Linked DNA regions of Arabidopsis thaliana: region 2 is linked to region 1. A link is a contact called in public capture Hi-C data. All regions are on one chromosome and are shown on one strand. The core of a region is the stretch at or near the end of the contact, and the rest is flanking DNA. Distances in the headings are between cores, read along the strand shown.

The links. Capture Hi-C pulls out chosen DNA fragments and counts their contacts.
Region 2: a capture Hi-C map of seedling shows a contact between it and region 1, with 3 times the contacts expected there. The contact joins the promoter of FIB here to the promoter of PFA-DSP4 in region 1. A contact is called at or near these places in 6 of 26 Hi-C or Micro-C datasets (callus, seedling, shoot and 1 more), 2 of 2 datasets of contacts at active chromatin or transcription factors (seedling and shoot) and 1 of 3 other capture datasets (seedling).

What each region holds. Positions count from the first base shown.
Region 1 is chr4:1,883,623-1,889,243 of TAIR10.1, forward strand. It overlaps PFA-DSP4 (Phosphotyrosine protein phosphatases superfamily protein), which reads left to right and starts at 3,840. Exons shown (of 5, transcript NM_116634.4): 1 at 3,840-4,244; 2 at 4,453-4,546; 3 at 4,871-4,928; 4 at 5,042-5,085; 5 at 5,172-5,621. The coding sequence starts at 4,051. The coding sequence ends at 5,378.
Region 2 is chr4:1,928,919-1,934,176 of TAIR10.1, forward strand. It overlaps FIB (fibrillin), which reads left to right and starts at 2,965. Exons shown (of 3, transcript NM_116640.5): 1 at 2,965-3,688; 2 at 4,031-4,226; 3 at 4,314-5,032. The coding sequence starts at 3,243. The coding sequence ends at 4,628. AT4G04025 (transcription repressor) reads right to left here. Exons shown (of 2, transcript NM_001340472.1): 1 at 5,176-5,258; 2 at 5,091-5,105. The coding sequence ends at 5,091. It also overlaps the pseudogene AT4G04010.

The DNA of each region.
Region 1 (5,621 bases), core at 2,590-5,089:
TTGAATATTAAAATTTAGTTTTAGATTTGTGGTATTTTTGAAAAATAAAATTTATAATAGTATTGTTTTGGAAAAACTCATTTTAGTGGTATTTAAAAGAATTTCTAAAAACAATTGACAAAAAAAAAATCAAATCTATCATAATATGATTTTCCAAAAAATCAAATATGTCATAATATGATTTACCAAATAGAAAACTGTTACAATAGTTAGTATTATTCTATTACAAAAAATCCATGGAAAAAAATTTATAAATCGGTCACAATAAGGATTTCAAATTACAAATCTGTCGTAACATAAATGATATTTACGATCATTCAAGCAATTTCTTTTCTTCTTTATTAAATTTGCCATCAAACGACAGATTTATGGTAATATAAATTTATCTGTCATAACATTAAATAACTCTGTCGTTACACAAAACTTTATATTTTAGAAAACAAATCTGTCAATCAAATTAAATCTGCTAACATTAAAAAAATCGGTTATCGTTAGACGTCATTCTAGTAATTATTTTTTTGACAACAAATCTATTACAATTTGATAGATTTGTTTAACAAAATTATAAATCTGCTATCACTTACCGTAAAAAAAACATCGACAAAAAAATAAGTCTGTCAAATTATATGAAAGTTTGTGGTTGAAAAAACTAAAAATTTGTCCATCAAATTAAATATGTTACTGGATACGGACCCGCGGTACACCGCGGGTTGAGTATTTGCGTTTAATCGTAATATGATGGTTTTATTGTAATATAATTGACAGTTAAATCATTATAGTTAGTTTGCATTTTCAACTATATATTTATATCTATTGACATGGGCGATTATATTTGTATGTTTCGGTCTGGTTTTGTAAATATTCAATTTATATACATCGTGTGTTTGTACTAATTTTATGATTACATGATTATAAGCATGAATTCTTTTGTAAATAACAATATTAGTTTATTACATGTAAACCCATATGATTCAATTGGTATGAAATTTAATTTTTGGATTGTAACTGTAGATTATCATTGACTGTAATTTTAAACACGTGATACTATACATGAAATTATAATTTAGGCTTGTATTGTTCATTTACTTACATGTGTTATAATTTTACCTTTTATGTAATAAAACTTGATTTTTATTACTTAGTTAAACTGAAACCATCTCTTCCAAAATGAACACAATTTATGATCATTCTTACAAAATTTATGTAAGAATTTATGATCATTCTTATAATTGACATGTGGTACACTACGGGTTTATAATTGTATTCAATAGTTTTTTTATTTTGTTTTTAGCATGTTTTATAAATATATGTTAATATATTTTTTAATTTAAATATATTATACATTTTGGAAGGATACTTTATAACTAAAAAATGAAAATTTTAAGTTGTATTAGTTTTGTTAATATTGTTTATTTTTAGTACTTTAAAATTGTATAACTGTAATTTGATTGTTAATATAAATAATCAAGTTATATTTTGAATTTATCATATTATTTTTTATATCTATTTACTTTTGATATTATATTAGTATTTTCTGTAAATTTAATTTCACAATCAATAAATGTAAGATCAATATGATTATTATTGGTTCTCAACAAAATATCTTTAAGAATCCAAACATGAATTTTTTCACATCTAAGACATCTGTGAAAATAGTCGGATAGATGATATCTTTTTTACTGTGTCTATTGCTTTTAGTAAGACAGAAGCCATATTTCTGAATCTTTTGATTAGCCAGGTCACGATCATATATGTTCTCCTCTTCTGCCAAAATCCAAACAACACAAACTTTAGACGTGGCAGAAATCAGCATTTATTTCTAACAATAATTGGAAAAACTAAAAAAATAGAAAAATATTTCGAGTTTTAGCTAGAGAATGAAACAAATAATCAAAACGAAAACTAAAAGAAATAAGGTGTCTGTAAACGCTAAAATATTTCATACCTTTGTGTTGGGTGATGGTAAATGGCGTGGTGGTGCATAGTATTTATAGGGACAACTAATAGGTTACTAACCCGCATCTATTAAATAGAAAATATTCCCTGAAGCAAGATATTTGGAAGAAAATCTATGAATTCGATAGATTTTGAGGAATATACTATTGTTATGCGTTTTTAATTTTTTATGCGGCATTATTATGTTTCTTTAAATGGTTTTTGTGTAGATTATGTAGAGGATAAAATATGAAATCCGAATTGGTGAGTTATTACTTGATTTTAGTAAAAAACGGAATTGATTTTTATGGAGAAGAAACATTAGTTAGTTTCTTAAAATCTGTTTTGTAGGGATATATTGCAATGTATGAATTTCAAAAATGGATATGATTTGTTTGGAAGAAATCGTGGAGTTAATATGGAGAGATTTTAGGAAATAATTTTGATAGAGACGATTAAGATGGCAAGACGTTAAGGAAATCATAAATTGTGATTAGCAAAAGAATTAATTACGTTTATTAAAGATTGACTAAGATTGCCTATTGTTGTTGGAATTAATTAAGAAAAATATAGGAGAATATATGTGATACCAAAAACATATTAAAACAAATGAATGTTAAATCTGGCAGATTTTGAATCAAATCATATTTTATCCTCTACATAGTCCCAATCGTAATTTCTTTGAAAACAGAATGATTCTGAATGGTTTAGAATAGGAATATGCTTGAGTATCATAAGTGCAAAATAATAATCAAAATGCCGTATTTAGATTTTGATTTGATTCTGAATCAAACTGTCGAGATATGGTAAATGTATTTACCCTTATTTTTACGCTTGTACATGTAAAACAGAAAGATTTGGGTGGTTTATAAGATGGAATATTGCGGGATTTAGATTATATCTTGACTGGCAAGCAAATAGTAAAAGATTTTGTAGTTAAGGTGATATACGTAAATCAGGATACATAATTGCTATGAATGAGGAGTGGAGAGAATATATGATTCGATCGGATAAATTTTTTGGAAGGCAATAATCAATAACAATTTGAATAATATTATAGTTGGCGAAATTTAATTTGCGAGGTGATATATTGGAATTTTGAATTGATGATGATTTGTAGAATGTGTAAAAATATATTGACTATACCATATGTAAGATTATATGATAAATAGAGGGTTCTTTTAAGGTTTATGGAATTAATGCATGATTAATAATCGTTTAACTTATAGAAATGTGATATCGAAATACGAATATTTGGTAAGAGTGTAGTAAATATTTAGAGATTTTGGAATGAAGTAAGTAAAGATATGGTTAGTTATTTGGTTGTTCGGATTTTTAAGAAATATTATTTCGTGTAATATTGAATTAGTAGAGATTTAAGGGATTAATGTGTGCAATTTATGAGGGTAGTGCAAAATAATATTTTTGTTTAGGTAATTAATTAGTGCAAAACGTGAATAGTTCATCAAAAATTTGGTCATTGTCCTAACGCAGACAATCTTGTCTGATTGATTTTATAGGGACTAAACATACAATATCGAAATTGAAAAAGAATTTTTCGACACAAATCTTTCCCAAAATTGTATATGTAGATAATTTATAAATTTGTTATCACTATCTTCTAAGAAATCTGTCAACCAAAAAAGTATGATATAAAAAATCTGTCGTATTTAAAAAATTCTACTGAATAAGAATAAATCTGGTATAACTAAATGATAGACTTTTGTAAAATCGCTAGAAATTTTTTTAAAGAATATTTTGTATTTATTTTATTTTTAACACATGAAAAAAATATTTTAAACAAAAAAAACAATTTAATTCCAATATTTTAGAAAATATTCTAATAATTAATCTCATTACTTAAGTTAACCCCTAAATATGTTACGTTTTAAAACTATCTAAGCACGTTCTAATACACATCATACATCATACAGAAACACATATATTCCTCCGTGCTGTAACACGGGTCTGATCTTAGTAAAATAGTGGAGAGAAGAATATTCTTCTGGATACCTTTTAATATTCCCCAAAACTTCTGAATCTTCTTCTCAATTTTTCTCGACATTTTCTCATCGAAAGCTCTCTTCCTTTCCCTTTTTGGCGCTCAATACAATCATGACGTTAGAGAGTTACGCCGGCGATGTTCACACGGTACCACAATCGGAGAACTCGATGGAGGAGAGAGGCGGCGGTGAGCTTTTCGTGCCACCTCTTAACTTCGCTATGGTCGATAATGGAATTTTCCGTTCTGGTTTTCCTGAACCCGTCAGTTTCAGCTTTCTCCAGTCTTTGCGTCTCAAATCCATCATGTAATTTCTCTTAATCTCATTCTCTTAGTCCTTAATTAGGTCAGCTTCGTCGTCCTGTATCGCAAATAGTCGCTGATTTAGTTGATATGGAGATATAATTATAGCTAGGGTTTTATAGAATGTTTCTGTTATAGTGAAATGTGAAATGGTCAAAAGAATTAGTCTCTAATCTATGATTATTGTTTTGAATGTGTATTGTGATCTATAGATATTTGTGTCCTGAGGCATATCCAGAGGTGAATAGAGAGTTTGCAAAATCAAATGGGATCCAAGTTTTTCAATTTGGAATTGAAAGATGCAAGGTGAGATTGGTGGTGATACTAATTATTTACTTTTTCTTACTCTCGTTATCGATGTTTTTGAAGCTTTGAATCACCTCTTCTTAGTTTCATAGTCTGTGGTTATCTATGATTGTTTCAATATCTCATATTGGTGGAATGATGAGTCTGAATCTCATAAGAATGGATCATAACTTCATAAGCTTATTCTAGGTTGTTGCTTCTGTAAAAACTTGTGTTTAATCTTCTTGTTTAGCATTTGATTAGATAGAGCTATGCAAAGATGATGAATGTAACATATTCTGTGCTTGTGGACTGATAAGTTGATTGTTCTCTTTGTGTTTTAAGGAACCATTTGTTAATATCCCTGACGAGGTAATCCGAGAAGCCTTACAAGTACTTCTAGGTACCCTCTCTTGTCTCTCTATAACCTATTTTCATCGAGAAATGTAATTGTTTAGATTATCAAAAGATTCAAAACCATCTAATCCTTGACTCTTATCTTGCCTTATTAACCAGATACAGAGAATCATCCTGTCTTGATTCATTGCAAAAGTGGAAAGGTAAACTGAGACATCTCTCATCTGCTTAACCCTAGTCACGATATGATCGAAGTAATCCTTATATCTTGTCTCTCTATCCGTTGCAGCATCGGACGGGATGTCTTGTAGGTTGTGTGAGGAAGATTCAAAGATGGTGTTTGTCTTCTATCTTCGACGAGTACCAAAGATTCGCAGCTGCGAAAGCTAGAATCTCAGACCAGAGATTCATGGAGCTCTTTGACATCTCCAATCTAAAGCATACACCACTTTCCTTCTCATGCTCCAAGAGGTATACTAATACTATTGATTACTGAAGAAAAAAATGTATAACTTTGTGTTGAATGCAACTTGTAGTTTTGAAGCTAGATGAAAATGGGAGATTTTGATCTTTCAATAAAAGTCCGTTTATTCCAAATCAAATAAATAAAAATTGGATCGGATGGTTGTAGAAAAATAAGAGACACTCCTTTAATCCTTTTAAATGCTATCATGTAGAACAAGTTTGTCATAAATGTTGGTACTATATTGTTATTTTTTGTATTCAAGTGTATCCAACT
Region 2 (5,258 bases), core at 1,715-4,214, 44 kb after region 1:
CATGCTGCAATCTTGGCAAACGTATCTTCTCTTTTCCATATGGTGTCAAAAGAATTCCTTCAGTCAACACTACTGCAGCAAGACACAACTTTTCTTCATCTTCAACAGCAGGTTCACCTTCCTTAGGTTTTAAAAACAATCGATCTTCGAGATCACCAAGAGTATAGGATCCTTCACTAGCCCAAAAGTATGGTTCTTTTACAGGATCTTTCCCCTTTCGTCGAAGTTCCCTATGAACAGGTTCACATTGAATTCCTGTAAGAACAAAAGACAGTTTAGAGACTATTATTACAGGTTTTATACTAAATACTTTAAAAACGATTGTAAATCATGTTTAACACTTTTAAAAGCTTTTAAAATCCCTTATAAATCATTCAATGTCACTTACTTATGCTTTAAAAACGATTGTAAACCATGCAGACACTTTTAAAATCCCTTGTAAATCATTCTATGACACTTACTTATGCTTTAAAAACAATTGTAAATCATGTTTAACCCTTCTAAAAGCTTTTAAAATCCCTTGTAAATCATTCTATTCAACTTACTTATGCTTAAAAAACGATTGTAAATCATGTTTAACCCCTTAGAAAAGGTTTTAAAATCCCTTGTAAATCATTCTATTCAACTTACTTATGCTTAAAAAACGATTGTAAATCATGTTTAACCCTTAGAAAAGATTTTAAAATCCCTTGTAAATTATTCTATCCCACTTACTTATGTTTTAAAATCGATTGTAAACCATGCAAACACTTCTAAAATCCCTTGTAAATCGTTTTAAGACACTTACTTATGCTTTTAAAATCCCATGTAAACGTGTTTAACACTTCTTTAAGCTTTTAAAATCCCTTGTAAATTATTCTATGTTAGTTACTTATGCCTAAAAACGGTTGTAAACCATGCATACCCTTTTTAAAATCCCTTGTAAATCATTATCTGCCACTAACTTATGCTTCTTAAATAATTGTTAATGAAGTAAACCCCTTTTAAAAGCTTTTAAAATCCCTTGTAAATTATCTATAACACTTACTTATGTTTTAAAAATGATTGTAAACTACGCAAACAGTTATGCAAATGCCTTGTAAATCATTCTACGACAGTTAATTAAGCTTTAAAAACGATTGTAAAACTTTATTACCTGTTGTGAGATAGAACTCTCTCAAGGAGAAACAGATAGGTTGAGAATCAACTCTAAACCAAAGAGTTGATCCTTTTGTTTTCACTCTCTGCTGCATGAGATAGTGAAAGATTTTCCCAGAAAATCTGATTCCCTTCTTAGCCTTCATTTTTGGTCCCAATTCAACTAGAAGACCAAGAAACGAACTTCTAATCTTCTGAAATAAACACTCGCCTAAAGCTTCCTCTACTTTACTAACTAAATTCCAATCCAAGTATTGTTGAACGGTTCCCAGTGCAATAGATTCCTCACCTTCTCTGTAGATCTGTTCAGGCAATGTAAGGATTTCACTCTCTGAATCCATCTGCAAAACATGTTATGAAACATCGTCAGATCTACTATAAAATCGACTATAAAATCGATTATAAAAACGGTTACCGTCGGATCTATCGATATCTCTGGGGATTGTTTGCGTCGTAGAGAAATGATCTGAATCCGTCAGCGAAGAACAGATTTATCGGAGAGGAAATTCGTCAGCGATTTTGGGGTTTCTCGGAGAGAAAATTTGTCGGCGATTTTGAGTGAAATCGGAGAGGAAATTCGTTGGCGATTTTGAGTGAAATCGGAGAGGAAATTCGTCGGCAATTTTGAGTGAAATCGGAGAGGAAATTCGCCGGCGATTTTGAGTGAAATCGGATAGGAAAATTCGTTGGCCAAAACGAAGAAGTTTGTGCCAAAACGAATTGTATTGTGAAACGAATGTGAAACCTAATCATTCAGTAAGGGTAAGACAGTCATTTGCCATATTAGAAAGGGTAGTTTTAAAAATGGCCTTCAGGAAAGGACATTTTTACAAAAGGTTATTAGAATAAGGGCAGTTTTGCAAATCTCCCAATTAAATATTAAAGTATTTTGAATCAATGGCATTTTTGTAATTAATCTAAACCGGAAGGATATTTTTTGGTTTATATTTTATTTCTCTTTCCTATTTACGTAAATAACATATTTTTATGTATAAATTCTTAATATTCTGTTTATCCATGTATATATTTTTAACTCACCCTATAGTTTTCTAAGTAATTTAAGTATTTTGGTTACATTTGGTTATATTTTGGTAAAATATAACTAATATATTTTTGGATAAACTAATCAGGCATCTCGGTTAGATTTAGGTATAGATGAGTAAAAAACTCGAACTCGACCTGAACCCAAAAATATTTTGAGTATTTTTGATTATTTTTCAATTCTTACTAAAATAACTAAATCGATCCAAACTCAAACCAAAACCGAACCAAAATTTTAGAATACATGAATGGTTTTTAACTTCATACCTAAATAGATCCGATACTCAAAAAAAAAAAGAACCGAACAGATATGAGTACCCGAATATCTACACCTGCCCAGTATTATTATTATTATTTTTTTTGAACAAACACCGGTACTATTATTTTACCAGCTAATTTTTCTCCCTTTAAGAACGTTTTGGACCTATTGGTCTATTGGATACAAAACTATTGTATTCATTTTAAATTTTTAATGGGTCTTCTTTGTTAATAAAGGCCCATTAAATATACTATCCAGGCCCATTTAGTCCAACTACTTATTACACTGTTGATTAATCGCCGTTTAGATATTTTGCATTGGAGAGAATCTTCACCGTTCAGAAAACTGAAGATCGAAGATCACCAAAACCGGCCAAAAAGTATAGTACACGTCCGAAGATTCTAGATCCATCATGCCATTTGCATTGCATGGCCTAACTCTCGTAGAAAACCCAAACAAATTCTCCCCCACACAAATAATGGGACAAAAACCAAATTAAACCAAATTGTTTCCCTATTGAAGAAAATAAAATCTTCCACAAATTTTATGAATTTTTCATAAAGTCGGCAACTTCACACGAGTCCAGGTCGATTCTTAAAACAATGATCTTTAACCATCCACGTGTCAAAATCCCACCTTAGCTTACCTCATTTGTTCTATTCCAAATACCTATTCTATCCCTTGGATCTTGACTTATATGTTCATAAGAAAGTGTACCAGATAAGGGTATATACGTCATTTACAGTCCAGCTCAACGGTTATAAAATCCTAATTCGTGAGGTTTCTCTGAAGAACAAACACAAAAATGGCGACGGTACCATTGTTCACCCAGTTTCCCTGCAAAACCCTAAATCCAAGCTCATCAAACACTAAACACCAATCGAAATCTCCGATCCTACTACCGATTAACTCAATAAATCGGCGATCGGAGATTGGAGTCTCTGTTCATCGGCCAGATTTCAAAATCCGAGCGACGGACATCGACGACGAATGGGGTCAAGATGGAGTGGAGAGAGTATTTGCCTCATCTTCAACCGTATCGGTAGCAGATAAAGCAATCGAATCCGTGGAGGAGACGGAGAGGCTAAAGAGATCACTAGCGGATTCGTTGTACGGAACAGATCGAGGTTTAAGCGTATCGAGTGATACGAGAGCTGAGATCAGCGAGCTCATCACACAGCTCGAGTCTAAGAACCCTACTCCAGCTCCTAACGAAGCTCTGTTTCTCCTCAACGGCAAATGGATCCTCGCGTAAGTACTTTTAGTTCTGATACTCTCCTAGGCACGGCATGTAATATTAGTTTTGTCCCAAACATTACTCAAACCGGTGATCTCTAAGCTTCGTCTAGGATCTTTACCAATTAAGTTAATGATACTTTAAACTTACCGGTGGAAGTTTAATTTCCCGGTGAAAACTGTTTAGTTCCGTTATGAATGATTTGATTTTGATAGTGAAAAGCAAGTTGTGGTTACAAAGAAGATTTAATTATGAATTTGGATTATGATTCTGTGTGTAGTTATGAGCCTTCGTTTATTTTTAGCCGTTATTGTTATGAATCAAGAACTTAGTTTTTAAGTGTTTATCTCGTGAAGCTACACGTCGTTCGTGGGGTTGTTCCCATTGCTCTCACGAAGAATTGAACCGTTGGTTAAAGTGGATGAGATCTCACAAACCATTGATTCCGATAGCTTCACCGTTCAAAACTCTGTCCGGTTCGCTGGTCCGTTTTCCACAACGTCGTTTAGCACCAACGCTAAGTTTGAAATCCGAAGTCCTAAACGTGTCCAGGTAAATCAAGAATCATCCCCTAAAACCACAAATGGCAAATGCTAATGTTACATAACCTAATTGTTTTTTTTGTTTTGTTTGTTGTAGATTAAGTTCGAGCAAGGTGTTATAGGGACTCCTCAGCTAACGGATTCGATTGAAATACCGGAATCCGTGGAGGTTCTTGGTCAGAAAATCGATCTCAATCCCATTAAAGGTTTACTTACATCAGTCCAAGACACTGCTTCTTCAGTGGCTAGAACCATTTCAAACCAACCACCATTGAAGTTTTCTCTGCCTAGTGACAACACGCAGTCGTGGCTGCTCACAACTTATCTCGACAAGGACCTTCGGATCTCGAGAGGCGATGGTGGAAGCGTCTATGTGCTCATCAAAGAAGGAAGCTCTCTCTTAAACCCTTAAATCATCATAACTCTCATCACATCCATAGTAACATATATACAAGTATAGACCCATCTGTCTATGTTTACTAGTGTTGTAACTGTTATATAGCTTCTTTACCTGTTGGAGAGTTATAAACTTATAATGGATGTTACTCTTGGTATACTGTACTACAATACATATACATAACTACATACTTGAACAGGCCAGTTATGGGTTTGCAACAGCAACACTTAGCATTGGTTCAAATTTGGTATACTAGGAGGGTTTGCATTCTGTATGGCATTCGGTTTTCCGGTTTAGTTTCAGTTCGAACTTTTGACTCGGATTGGATCAGGTTGTCAGCATTTTGGTCTGGTTTGAGTTTACAAAGGGGATACCAAATTGAAACCAAAATTTGTATCTAGTTCTGTAATTTTAATTTCAGTTATTTTTGGTTTATGAATGGTGGTAAATCTATTTATTACTTAGAAAACCGGTTTGTTACAAACCAGGTATCTTACACAAACATTTGAAAGAAACAACTGATCTTTGTTCACTCTTAGCTACGAAACAAATCAGCACAAACCTCGTAAAAGATCTCGAGAATGGCAGACCGATATTCGCGAGGATTCATCGATAGATAGTACTCCAAGAGGCTTCTAAGTTCAT